Regions from separate parts of the Sus scrofa genome. Here region 2 is linked to region 1. A link is a contact called in public promoter capture Hi-C data. All regions are on one chromosome and are shown on one strand. The core of a region is the stretch at or near the end of the contact, and the rest is flanking DNA. Distances in the headings are between cores, read along the strand shown. Region 1 holds the start of CPEB4 (cytoplasmic polyadenylation element-binding protein 4). Region 2 holds the start of DUSP1 (dual specificity phosphatase 1).

Region 1 (6,365 bases), core at 2,501-5,000:
GAGCTGTGGTGTGGGTCGAAGACATGGTTTGTATTCGGATCTTGTGTTGTTGTGGCTGTGCCGTAGGCCAGCAGCTGCAGCTCCACTTCTACCCCTAGCCTTGGAACTTCAATATGCCACAGGTGAGGTCCTAAAAAGCAAACAGAAAAAAATAAATAAATAAAAAAATAAAGGAGGAGTTCCTGTGGAGCAGTGGTTAACGAATCCGACTAGGAACCATGAGGTTGCGGGTTCAATCCCTGCCCTTGCTCAGTGGGTTAAGGATCCGGCGTTGCTGTCGGCTGTGGTGTGGGTCGCAGACATGGCTGGGATCCCACATTGCTGTGGCTCTGGCGTAGGCTGGCAGCTTGGCTCCGATTCGACCCCTAGCCTGGGAACCTCCATATGCCGCGGGAGCGGCCCAAGAAATGGCAAAAAGACAAAAAAAAAAAAAAAAAAAAAAAAAAAGAAAAAAGAAAGAAAGAAAGAAAAAAGAAAAAAAAAAATCTGGTAACACTATACATTCTGGGCGAACTTGCTTTCTCTGCACACTTAAAGCTTCCCAGTGAGTATGTTTCATGGGAGGGGCTCTCTTCTGCCAGCAGAGTGTTCAAGCCAGCACTCATCTGCAATTGTTCATCTCTTTGGAAATCCTAAATAGAGCTACTGAACTGTTGTCATGGTTACCTGGGACAGTTTCAGAGGCCAAAATGGTTTTTTTAATTGTTTATTTATTTATTTGTCTTTTTAGAGGGGCACCCCATCATACAGAGGTTCCTAGGATAGGGGTCCAATCGGAGCTGCAGCTGCAGGCCTTCGGCACAGCCACAGCAACGCCAGGTCTGAGCCACGTCTGTGACCTGCACCACAGCCCACAGCAATGCCAGATCCTTAACCCACTGAGCAAGGCCAGGGATCGACCCTGCATCCTCATGGATACTAGTCAGATTATTTTCCTCTGAGCCATGGAGGGGAACTCCTGAGGGCAGAATGTTTTCACGGAGGGCAGCCCTGAGCTGAGTATCCTGGGTTTCTGAGTGGACAACTGACACAAGAGAACTGCTTCCTCCTTCCTTCTCCCATGATCCTAGTCCTTAACCAGGAGCCTGGTGTCTACAGAGATCATCTTAGCCTCAGCCCAGGCCAAACCTCCTGCCCAGACTTGATTTAGCCTTAAAAGATCAGGCTGGCCTAGCAGCTCCCCGACTGTGGCACTGGTGAGCCTCCTCCCTCTACGAACCAATACAGATTCCTGGATTCACTCATGCACGCAACTTCCAGGCAAAGGACACTTGTGAAGTAGTTCTCTGCACTTAATATGTTAATAAGGAACTGACATTTTTGTTTTGCTCTACCTAGTTATGTCAAGAGTTTCTTACCCTTTCTGGAGGTTTAAGTTCTTCTGCCAGCATTCAGTTGATGTTCTGTGTGAGTCCTTTTACATGTAGATGTGGTCTTTTGATGTGTTTGTGGGAGAGGGTGAGCCTGACCTCTTACTCCTCAGCCATCTTGCTCCGCCCCTGGGAACTGACATTTTTGAAAAGCTCCTATGAGTCCAGCACTTTGCATGTCTCATGTAATTTACTATCGCCTAGCTAGGGAAGAATATCCTTTGCATTTTATCTTGCTTGTAGGGGTGATTGCACTAGGAAGTTGCAAAGCTAGGAGTCAAATTACCTATATGATTCTAAAGCTAGCCCTCTTTCCTTCAAGAATAGTAGCCATTTTAGCCACTGAGAACTGGTAGCCCCAAAAGACTGTCAACCGTCTACTGGGCACTGGACATTCATTTATTCAATGAACATGTCCTGAGTCTGCTCCATGCTAAACCCTCTCGTGGCCACCCACTGGGGACATACAGATAAATAGACACAACCTCTGCCTGCAAAAAGGTAATTCACTGGCAACCACTGGTTCTCTACAAGATGGTAGAAAAAGGAGCAATCAGGGAAACCATGCTGGAGGAAATGACACTTAACTGAGTCAGCCAAGTCTCAAGGTAAGTCCAGCTGTGGGGAATAAACAGCAGGATAGGACTCAATTCCTAACATTCAAGGAACTCAAAATTACAGAGACAAGACTCATGTTCATTATACAAAGACAGACAATAAAATCACTGATTAAGGTTTCAAACAGTTGTTCTACATGAAAGTATGGGAGGATTGAGAAACTGAGGCAGCAGAAGTTGGAGCCATTGAGGAAAGGCTATGGAAATGAAATGGAAATCACCTTTGTTCATGTGATCCTGCTTAAAAGTCTTGATCTCTCCCTCCACCCCCCACTCTTGCCATAGTTATTTGTAGCTCTAGTCTGATTTCTTCTTTTCATTTTTTACTCCTCATTTCCTACTAAAGGAAAACACTCATTCAGCATATTTAGAACCTGCACTGAGAGCAATGCATTATTACCCTAGGTCCTGAGGGTGGTCATAGCCATGGGAATGCACAAATATGAACAAGACATGGAATCCTTGTGCAGCAAATAACCTAAATGATGAAAGTTTGAGAGATGTGAGGTCCAAAACAAATGGCCTAAACAATGAAATAATTCAGACTTGGAAAGGGGACTGCAATTCAGGAAAGATTTCATTGTGGTTAGTTTTTCCGCTAGTTTCTTCAGCATTCATTCATTCATGACTCCTGTCTACAAGGTGCCCTCCTCAAAGAGGCCACAGTTGACCACAGGCCCAAGAGACATAAGCAACCATTAAAATAGGGGATAAACAAGCATGAGACATACACAGGGCCATGGATGTTGATAAGAGGGAATTTAGAAGACAGAGTTGGTAGCTTTTGAGCCGATTCCTAAAACTAAATAGGAGCTTACCAGGTGGAGAAGAAAGGAAATGGAAGGTTTAAAAGGCACTGAGAAGAGTTAGAGCAGCTTGGTGTGGGGCGTTTGGAGATGAGGTGTTAAGATATACTGCTCACAGAGTGGAAAATCTTTGACTACTAGGCTAAAAAGTTTGGTTTTTTCCAAGGAGGTAGTGGGCAGCTGAAGAGAGATCTGAGCAGGTGAGGTCCATAATAAAGATTTTCGTTTTGTACATCTCCCTCTGGTAAACCGGTAGGGTGAACTAGAGCCAGATGGGGATGAGGGCTCAGCCAAGGACGCCGACAGCGGCTGTATCTTTGTGCCTGAGACTGCACCAGACGGGAGCCTAAACCAAGCAAGAGGAGTGGGGATAGGGGAATGGAAGGTGAAGGAAGAGTCTATATTCAGGACAAGGACGTACGCAGTTCTAGGAACCTCACAGCCGCTGGGAAGAATCGCCTCCCCTTCCAGATCCCTCTGGGGCGGAGCTCCGACCAAGGTACGTGATGCCTGGGGAACCACATTTATTCTGGGCAGTCCTCACGTTCGTCCGCAGTTTTATGGGTCGCCACTCGGATCTCCCACGTCTGAACTCTTTCTCGTGGTGCTGGAGGAATCCGTTCTCTTCCGCGCGTCCTTATATGCCTTTCCAGCAGAGCATGGCTAGACGAGATAAACCGCGCAGGAGTCCTCTGCCCATACTAAAGATGGCGACCTGCTGCGCTCACTCTGGGTGGGGGACCCGGTTCCAGGAGCCCAGCCTCACTAGGCGAGGCGCAGACGGAAGGGGCGTCTCTCTAGGTAACTTTTCGACCTTCCTGGGAGGGGACGTGAGTCGGGGGGCGTGGCCTTATCTGAATTCCAACAGCTGATTGGCCTTTCGTCAGGTGGGCGGGGGCGTATGCCCTAACCCACCCCTCCCTTTTCGAACCGGAAGTGTCTCTCGGTCTTTCCAGCTGGTTGTCATTTCGCTCGGCTCGGTCCTGAGGAGAAGGACTCAGCCGCGGCTGCGGGACCCGGGCACCGGGAGGCGGTGGCGGCGGCGGCGGCAGTAGCGGCGGCAGCAGAGGAGGAAGAGGAGGAAGAAGGAGAGAGGAAGAGGAGCCAGGCGGAGTCCACAACAACGACAGCGGGGACTTCGGGACCGGGGTAAAGCGACCGCGGCGGCGACGACGACGGCCCACACAACCGTGAGGAGAAACAAAAGCCTTCTAAATTATAGTTTTTGAAAAAATCTGGGGGGGGGAAAGAGAGAGCAAAGGGGGGGGAGGTCCTTCTCTTTTGGAATAACTGCGCTGGTGGGTTTTTCCTTTTTTTCCCTGTCCCCCCCCACCCCCCTCGCTGCGGAGAATCGAACTGAGAGAACTGAACAAACCGCCCCTGGGTCCCATGAGGGAAAAAAAACCCGGAGCCGCAGAGAGGGGAAGAGGCCGAAACCGCAGGACCTTCCAGGTCGCCCCCTTGGTCGCCGCACCCCCGGGCCGCCAGCTCGTCCTCGTCGAGTCTCGCTAATCCCTCCTGATCGCGACACCCTCGAGTGGGAGAAACGGGTGTTTCCAGCCCATTTCATGGGGGAGAGGAGGCCAGGGGGAGCCCAGGAACAGCGCCCGCAGCAAGACCTGCACCCAGAGCTTCAGGAACAGCCCCAGAGGCCAAAACTGCACCCCGTGAAAGAGCAGAAACAGGACCAGGAACAGCAGAAACCTCCCTGCAATCATTTTTCCATTAGTCAATGCTGATTTCGCCTCCCACCCTAGATAACCTAATATAATCTATATATATAAAATATAATATATAATGTTCTTAAATTATTCCTGATTTTTTTAACTAAGCTGCCAAGAAAAAGAACGTATTCTCCCTTTAGCCCTATTCTAATTTTTAATGTGAGTGAATCTAAACTGCTGAAGAAGCCCATATGTGATTGTTAAATTATATATATATATATTTTTACTCTGCGCAATGCTTATTCTTCTACATTCATAGATGCTTGAGAAGCTGTGTTTTTGTCATTCATGTACGTTTTCCTTTGGAAAAAGAAAGCGCCTATTTTACTAACCAAAGACTTGATTTTTTACCCTCTTCATTTTTATTCCCTCCTAGAAATAAGCCCAGCTGGATTCATGTCAATGTTTTAAGATTTTTCTTTAGGGTTTGTTGTTTGTTTCAGAAACCAGAATTCCAAATCTGAACTATTTAGGGTGATAAGCTGCGATCTTTGAGCTAGCTAAAAATAAGGCATTTCAAACAAGCAACTTAAATTTGGCATAGAGGATACACATACAAAGACGTGAGACATCAGATTGTCTTTTTTATTATAAGATTCTGAGCCTAAAAATAATAAATGGGGGATTACGGGTTTGGAGTGCTAGTGCAAAGCAATACTGGGAATAAATCTGCTTTTCCAGTCAGATTCCATCCACATCTGCAGCCTCCACACCATCACCAAAATGCCACCCCCAGCCCTGCTGCTTTTATAAATAATAACACAGCTGCCAGTGGCAGCAGCGCCGGGTCAGCTTGGCTCTTTCCTGCTCCGGCTACCCATAACATTCAGGATGAGATCTTGGGGTCAGAGAAAGCAAAAAGTCAGCAACAGGAGCAGCAAGACCCTTTAGAAAAGCAGCAGCTCTCCCCCAGTCCAGGTCAAGAAGCTGTAATACTGCCTGAAACCGAAAAGGCAAAATCTGAAGAAAATCAAGGGGACAATTCTTCAGAAAATGGCAACGGAAAGGAGAAAATAAGAATCGAATCACCTGTGTTGTCAGGGTTTGATTATCAAGAAGCCACAGGGCTAGGTACTTCCACCCAACCTTTGACATCCAGTGCATCGTCTCTTACTGGTTTCAGTAACTGGTCAGCAGCGATAGCGCCTTCTTCCTCTACAATCATCAATGAAGACGCAAGTTTCTTTCATCAGGGAGGGGTCCCAGCTGCTTCGGCTAATAACGGTGCTCTGTTGTTTCAAAATTTTCCCCATCATGTCAGCCCTGGCTTCGGAGGCAGCTTCTCTCCGCAGATTGGGCCTCTCTCACAGCACCATCCTCATCATGCTCATTTCCAGCATCATCACAGCCAGCATCAGCAGCAAAGGAGGTCTCCTGCCAGTCCCCATCCCCCACCTTTCACACACAGAAATGCTGCTTTTAACCAGCTGCCTCATTTGGCAAATAATCTTAACAAGCCCCCCTCTCCGTGGAGCAGCTACCAGAGTCCCTCTCCTACACCATCTTCTTCCTGGAGCCCAGGAGGTGGTGGATATGGTGGTTGGGGAGGTTCCCAAGGCCGAGATCACCGCAGAGGGCTGAATGGAGGAATAACGCCCCTGAACTCCATTTCGCCTTTGAAGAAGAATTTTGCAAGCAATCATATCCAGCTTCAGAAGTATGCTCGCCCCAGCTCTGCCTTTGCTCCTAAATCCTGGATGGACGATAACTTGAACAGGGCTGACAACATTTTTCCTTTTCCGGTAAGATTATGTTCCATTAAAAGATTAAGATGAATAGGGAAATGCATGGTGTAATATCTCTGTAACTGAGAGAGTTTGAATTGTCTGTATTCATATCAGAGCTCTT
Region 2 (6,365 bases), core at 1,638-4,137, 960 kb before region 1:
TTCAGTGCTGGGGGAGGGATCGGTGGGGCTGCCCAACAAATAAAGCATTGAGATTTCCATAGAAATGCCATAATTTATTCTGCGGTATAAAAAGTCATCCTTATGTAACAAAATGTCTTCGTAGAAGAAGAAATATATTATTTCGGGTCATAAATAATCAGCAAACATACAACTGTTGGCAACTTAAAAAACAAACAAACCCAACACTGCTGCTTTCCATCAGTGCTGAAAACAAACCTGCTCAGGATCTATTTACAAGAGGTTACAGTACTCAAACACAAAAATTGAGGTATATGGTTCTTCTAGGAGTAGACGCTGACAACTGTGAAGGCGGATCACCGACACAAAAATAAATAAAATCAAGTCCAGTCTCATACGTATGTGTCATTGGGAATGGTAACACTGGTAGGTATGTCAAGCATGAAGTTTCTTCAGGAAACAGGGCCCAGCAGAAAAAAATCGGCTCGCACACCGAGTCCTCTCTCTTCTGCCCCTTTTGTCAGAGACTTGATGCACCCACGCACGGCATGTTGGTCCCCAATGTGCTGAGTTCAGCAGACGGTCTTGGCGCCAAGTCATCCCCAGGACCGCCCAGGAACCCAGTGGAATTCGGATGAAATTAAATAAGGAAGGACCAGCCCTCGCGAGCCCCCTTCCTTGGAGTTATTGCATGTCTCCTTGCAAGAAGGAGCCTGGAGTCCCGGTGGGTTGTGAAGATCACCTCCCGTGGCCTTTCAGCAGCTGGGAGAGGTCGTGATGGGGCTCTGAAGGTAGCTCAACGCACTGTTCGTGGGGTGACGGGGATGGAGACGGGGAAGTTGAAGACGGTGGTGGTGGAGGCGCCTCGGTCCAGCACGGCCATGGCCGGGCTCCCAGCCTCCGCCGAGCAGTGCGGGGCCAGGACCTGGGACTCAAACTGCAGCAGCTGGCCCATGAAGCTGAAGTTGGGGGAGATGATGCTCCTCCTCTGCTTCACAAACTCAAAGGCCTCGTCCAGCTTGACTCGGTTAGTCCTCATGAGGTAAGCGAGGCAGATGGTGGCCGATCGGGAAATGCCCGCCTGGCAGTGGACAAACACCCTTCCGCCGGCATTCTTGATGGAATCTGGAAAACAAAGGGCAGCGGGTTACTTGAGAGCCCAGGAGAACAACCCCAACCCCAGGGAGAGGGTGTCTAAGAGATGCTGTGTGTGTCCTGTCCAGAGGTGGTCACTATCACCTCATGCCATCACATGGGCCCTGTTCCTGGAGGCGGATGGGGGCACTGCGCAAGAGGAACAGGGCATGTAAACCCAGACCAGGGCATGTGAGCAGACCCATGTGGGACAAATTAAGTCAACATTCTGAGATTCGGTTTGCTAACCTGTAAAGTGGGACATCAAATCTATGCTTCATAGGGATGCCACCCACACCTGACTGAGAGTAATGTCTACAGCTTAAAAGAATGTCCCTCAAGTTCTTGCTGTAGAGTTTAGGCTCGGTGGCTCAAACTAAAACAGGGAGGCACAGGTCCCAGGCATCTTGTTCCACTTATTTACCGATGAAATCGATTGCCTCATTGAACCAGGAGCTGATGTCCGCCTTGTGGTTGTCCTCAACGGGGATGCTCTTGTACTGGTAGTGACCCTCAAAATGGTTGGGACAGTTGGCCGAGACGTTGATCAAGGCAGTGATACCCAAGGCATCCAGCATGTCCTTGCGAGAAGCATGGTAGGCACTCCCCAGGTAGAGAAAGGGTAGGATCTCCACTGGGCCACCCTGAAATCCAGAAACATCCAACACTTGTCAAGCCTTGTTCAATGGCAATGCTCATGCCCACACCCACAAAAACTCCCTGAACAAGTCAGTTTCAATACTGGGTGACCTTCGCAGCATCTTGCTGGTATAGAAAATAGGGGACTAAGCCCAGTTGCTTGGGCAGGGCCAACAAAGTTCACTTCTGTAGTGCCAACAATTAGAGACTCAGCTCCATCATACCACTTAACCACGGGATAAATATCCCCGTGTCCCCCGTTATAAATAAAGCTGCATGTCACTTTCTATATTCTCCTACATTTACCAGCTGTTCCTTCTCCCCTCTGGTAAGGCCCCCTACTAACCTGATCGTAGAGTGGAGTGCTGCAAGAACTGCACCCTGATTCGGTGCTGTCAGGGACGCTAGTACTCAGGGGAAGGCTGAGCCCCATGGGGGTCGACTGTTTGCTGCAGAGCTCCGGGCAGGAAACAGAAAAAGCTTCATATCCTCCTGGGAATACAAAGAGACATTTTTTTTCCCATTAGTACCGCCGACACAGGGCACCCTTCAAACAACTCCGCTATCCAACGGGACTGGAAGTTTACCCCGGAGAGGCCCAGGCGAGTCTTTGTTCACAGACCAAACAAAGCCAACAAGTCCCCAGAATGCGGATCGAGCGCCCAGGCGCTCCAGGTGGGGCAGTCCCCTAGATGCTGAGAGCCGGGGGTCCCCGGGCTAGGCGACAGGGGGCGTGCGGCCCGCCCCTGAGCGTCCCCGAGGGCGTACCTTTGAGCAAGAAGATTTGCGCGCCGCGCGCCTCGCGGCAGAGCGCTCCGGCGGCCAGAGCCAGGGTGCCGTCGCGTTTGGCGCACTCCAAGGCAGCGCTGCGCTCGTCCAGCAGCACCACGGCGTGGTAGGCGCCGGCCAGCAGGCGGCCGCGCAGCTCCGCGTTGGGCACGATGTGCTCCAGGCCCATGGCGCCCTTGGCCCGGCGCCGCACGATGGTACTGAAGCGCACGTTGACGGAGCCGGCGATGTGGCCGGCGTTGAAAGCGAAGAAGGAGCGACAGTCCAACAGCAGACACTGCGCCGCGCGCTCCCGCAGCAGCGTCCTCAGGCCTCCGGCGTCCAGGGATCCCACTTCCATGACCATGGCCGGCCCCAGCGCCCCCAGCGTGAAGTCTTCTTGTGCTCTTTGTCCTCGGAAGCCAAGGGGAGGGCGACGGCTTTCGAGGAAAAGCCTGACCCTCGTTTTCTTTAAGCCAAACTCCAAACTGCCTCTGGGCTGAGCGAAGGGTCTTCGTGCGGGTCTCTCGACCGCCTCGGGTTCCTTACTGCTCCCCTGCCTGCCCCTCCAACCCGCGTAGAACCTACAACCCCAACGTCCTTCACGGCGAGTCAGACCCGCGGGAAGCGCGCTTATATGTGGCCTCTCGGCGGGCGGGGCGGGGAGGGGCGCGCGGAGGCGCGCGCGCGCGCGCGCGCGCAAGGGGAGGGGGTTGTTTGTTTGAATGACGGTCACGTGACCGGTGTGGTGACGTCACCCGCCCTGCCGGGCTTGGCGCCGGCCGAGCCAAAGGGGAAGACGTCATCGGCCTCTGAGTGGGGTCCGCTGGCTGCGCTCTGGCTCGGGTCCCATCCCCCGCCGGGCCGTCCGGCCTGCGCCTGGCGCGTCCCCGGGGAGCTGGCCCGAGCTACTCTCCGGGACCGGCAGGGAGGAGAGAGGAAGGGCGCGCGAGCAGCTGAAGGCTGACCTCGGTGTTGAGAGCGGCTGGGAGATCAGGCCGCATGCCACCGGCCTCCGCCTCCCTTCCCCCCGCCCTGTGCCCCTTCCCCGCGCCCCCTCCGCCGCAGAGCAGAACGGAAAGGGGTTTCCTGCGTTTTTGCAGAGATGTGGGCCCCTTTCTCTCATTTCCTCATCCCCAACAGGCGAGGAAACAGGTTCTCAAGGAGAGGCTATTTACTTGCCCAGCATCACGCTGCTGGGGGTCGAGGGACAGAGAGGAGCCTGAAATGAAGGTTGGAGGAAAATTAACGAGTTTGTCCAGCCAAGAACAACCGGGGTGAGTTGGGGTGGAGGTGTTCAGGGAAATATTTTCCTACTCCCCAGACTACTCTCCTGTTACTTAAAAATAAAATGTACATTTAACAAGTAAAATGCCTTCCAGTCAAACCCAAGAGGAAAAAGGTCTTTCTCAGTCATGTGCTTGCCCAGACCATTGTGAACTAAGAAAGGTTAGAAGATTTCAGAGGGCTGAAATCCTGGTCGGGGGGGTCGTAAAGTCAGGTCGAGGACTGCGGGGTTCCGTGTTAAGGGAGGCGGACCCCCCCCCCAGCGCGGCTCGACAGCGCCCTCCCGAGGCCGCCAGACATGTTTTGGGTCACGTTTACTTAAAGACAGTTGTAGCCACTCCATCTCTTTATTCCCCAAATGTGCACTGATTGAGCACCTAACTCTGCCCTGGGCTGGGAGCCTCCAGCTGGGAACAGGAGTCAGGAACAGGAGCCGGGCCCAGCCCCCACGCCCTGGTTCTCGCCACTAATATGGGCTTAACTCGAAATCCCCATCCTGGGTGCTCTAAGAGGATTACCAGGACCTGGACGCGCATTTGGGGAGACCCGCATGCGGTTACCCTCGTCCTGGGCTACCGAGTGACAACCCCCACCCCCCACCTCAGGCGGCAGAGCCTCCTTCGGGCGGCACCGATGTGCTAGGTACACAAACATAAACATTGCGCCACCGGGCTGGATTGCCTGGTCAGGAACATTCTGTGGTTTCCTACCCCTCCTCCCGGGGAGGTGGGGGCGGGGATTTCACGGCCACCCTATGTCGTTGATCGCGGATTGTATCACCGGGGGAAACTTCTGCATTTGTCTCGCTTAGCTTGTGTTCTCACAGGCTCAAGCTTTCTGTCTACATTTTAGAAAAGTAAGGGCTTTTTTTTTTTTTTTTTTAAAGGGCGTTTTCTACCTTCAAATGAACATTGGCTGAGGACAGCAAAAAGGTCCTCAGATAAGGTCAACACCCTCCTTGTATCTTTTTTTAAAAACGAAAAAAAAAATATTTGTTTGTACTACTTATTCAGCTGAGGAACTCATATTTCATGCATTGAATCATAAAATGTTACAGCCTCTGACTTTTCCCAGCATACCAACTTGACCTGCCCCAATTTTGGCTTTTTTTTTTTAATTTTTGAAATGTTTTAATTTTTTACCAAGAACATTCATTATACCTTCGCCTACGCATTAAAACACACACACACACACACACACACACAGCCTTTTTGTTAATACAAATATTACAGCGATGAGGGGCACAGTCTGGCCCTGGAGTCTGGTGTCTGCTGAGCTCTGCGGGTTTCTCCTTTCTGTCCCTTTCTGGAAAGAGCAGAACTGAAAGCCCATGCTGTCATGTTGCTTCTGGGTGATCCTAGATGAATCTCTTCCCCTACTGAGCCTCTAACCTCATCTGTACAATGGGTTTTTCAGCCGCCTACTTTGTGGATGGTTTGCGGCCCAAGTTAGAGAAGGGGAGTGTAAGGAACCCAGGCCCTACCCATCCCTTCTCATTACAATTCACTAAGTCTCTGGTTTTCCTCTCCCCAGCAGGGCAGTTCTTTTATTATCAAGCTTCTATGTGTTTCAAGATCTAGCACCAGAACCTGGGGAGGTCACAAGATGCCAGTAGGTGTGGTTGGTACAGAGGTCCAGCTCAGGGTAAGTTCCCTCCTTGAGACCAATCAACACATTATAGCTCAGGCTAGGGGGTCTGGTGGTAAAGCTGTACCCACCCAGGCCCCCAGTCCAAGGAGTAGAAATACTTTTTCTGGCTGGACGTGGAGCCAGAGAGAGACCCAGAGAAATCTGGCCCCGGGTGACTACAGAAGCAGCAAGGGGCTGGAACTGTGGGCCTCGTGTGCAGAGGGGCATGAAAAAGCATCAATCAAAGGATGTTGATTCAGAAGAGAGAACCTGGAAGTTCCCATTGTGGTGCAGTGGAAACAATCCTATTAGGAACCATGAGCTTGGGTGTTCTATCCCTGGCCTCGCTCAGTGGGTTAAGGATCTGATCCGGCATTGATGTGACCTGTGGAGTAGGTTGCAGACACGGCTTGGATCTGATGTGGCTGTGACTGTGGCTGTGGCGTAGGCCGGCACCTGTAGCTCCGATTGGACCCCTAGCCTGGAGACCTCCATATGCCACGTGAGCGGCCCTAAAGAGCAAAAAAACAAAAAAACAAAAAAAAAAAGAAGAGAGAACCTGGCCTTTCTGACTTGGGCTCCTCCTGATTTTAGATGTGCTGAGGGACAAACCTGGAGCCAGTATGGGGTAGTAGGAAGGCCTGACCTGGGCTCCCCACCCTTAATCTATGGCCTTGCCCTCTTGTGTCCCCAGTCCCTCCTTCTGTGATGGAGATAAGAACATGTACTTCTAGAAGGTCCTTGGTGGCTCAGGGGGTTAAGATCCTAATGTTGCCACTGCCCTGTTGCAGGTTCGATCCCTGGCCCTGGAACATCCACATGCCATAGGCATGGCCAAAAAAATACAAAACAACCCATGTACGACTAAGGGCTGTGAAGGGGAAAGAGTGTAGCCAGCGCTGGCATTGCCCTACAATGCCTATCTGAAT

The links. Promoter capture Hi-C pulls out the DNA fragments that hold promoters and counts their contacts.
Region 2: a contact with region 1 is called in a promoter capture Hi-C map of fetal liver, with 4 times the contacts expected there. The contact joins the promoter of DUSP1 here to the promoter of CPEB4 in region 1. A contact is called at or near these places in 1 of 5 promoter capture datasets (fetal liver) and 1 of 47 Hi-C or Micro-C datasets (liver).

The regions. Positions count from the first base shown.
Region 1 is chr16:50,496,471-50,502,835 of Sscrofa11.1, reverse strand. CPEB4 (cytoplasmic polyadenylation element-binding protein 4) reads left to right here and starts at 3,750. Exons shown (of 8, transcript XM_005657625.3): 1 at 3,750-6,259. The coding sequence starts at 5,135. LOC110257261 reads left to right here and starts at 1,505. Exons shown (of 2, transcript XM_021076837.1): 1 at 1,505-3,594; 2 at 3,750-4,742. The coding sequence starts at 3,300. The coding sequence ends at 3,946.
Region 2 is chr16:51,454,784-51,461,148 of Sscrofa11.1, reverse strand. It overlaps DUSP1 (dual specificity phosphatase 1), which reads right to left and starts at 2,887. Exons shown (of 5, transcript NM_001256075.1): 1 at 2,521-2,887; 2 at 2,099-2,244; 3 at 1,538-1,757; 4 at 799-1,104; 5 at 735-796. The coding sequence starts at 2,887. The coding sequence ends at 735. It overlaps LOC102166710 (a long non-coding RNA gene), which reads left to right and starts at 3,267. Exons shown (of 5, transcript XR_001304774.2): 1 at 3,267-3,797; 2 at 5,344-5,451.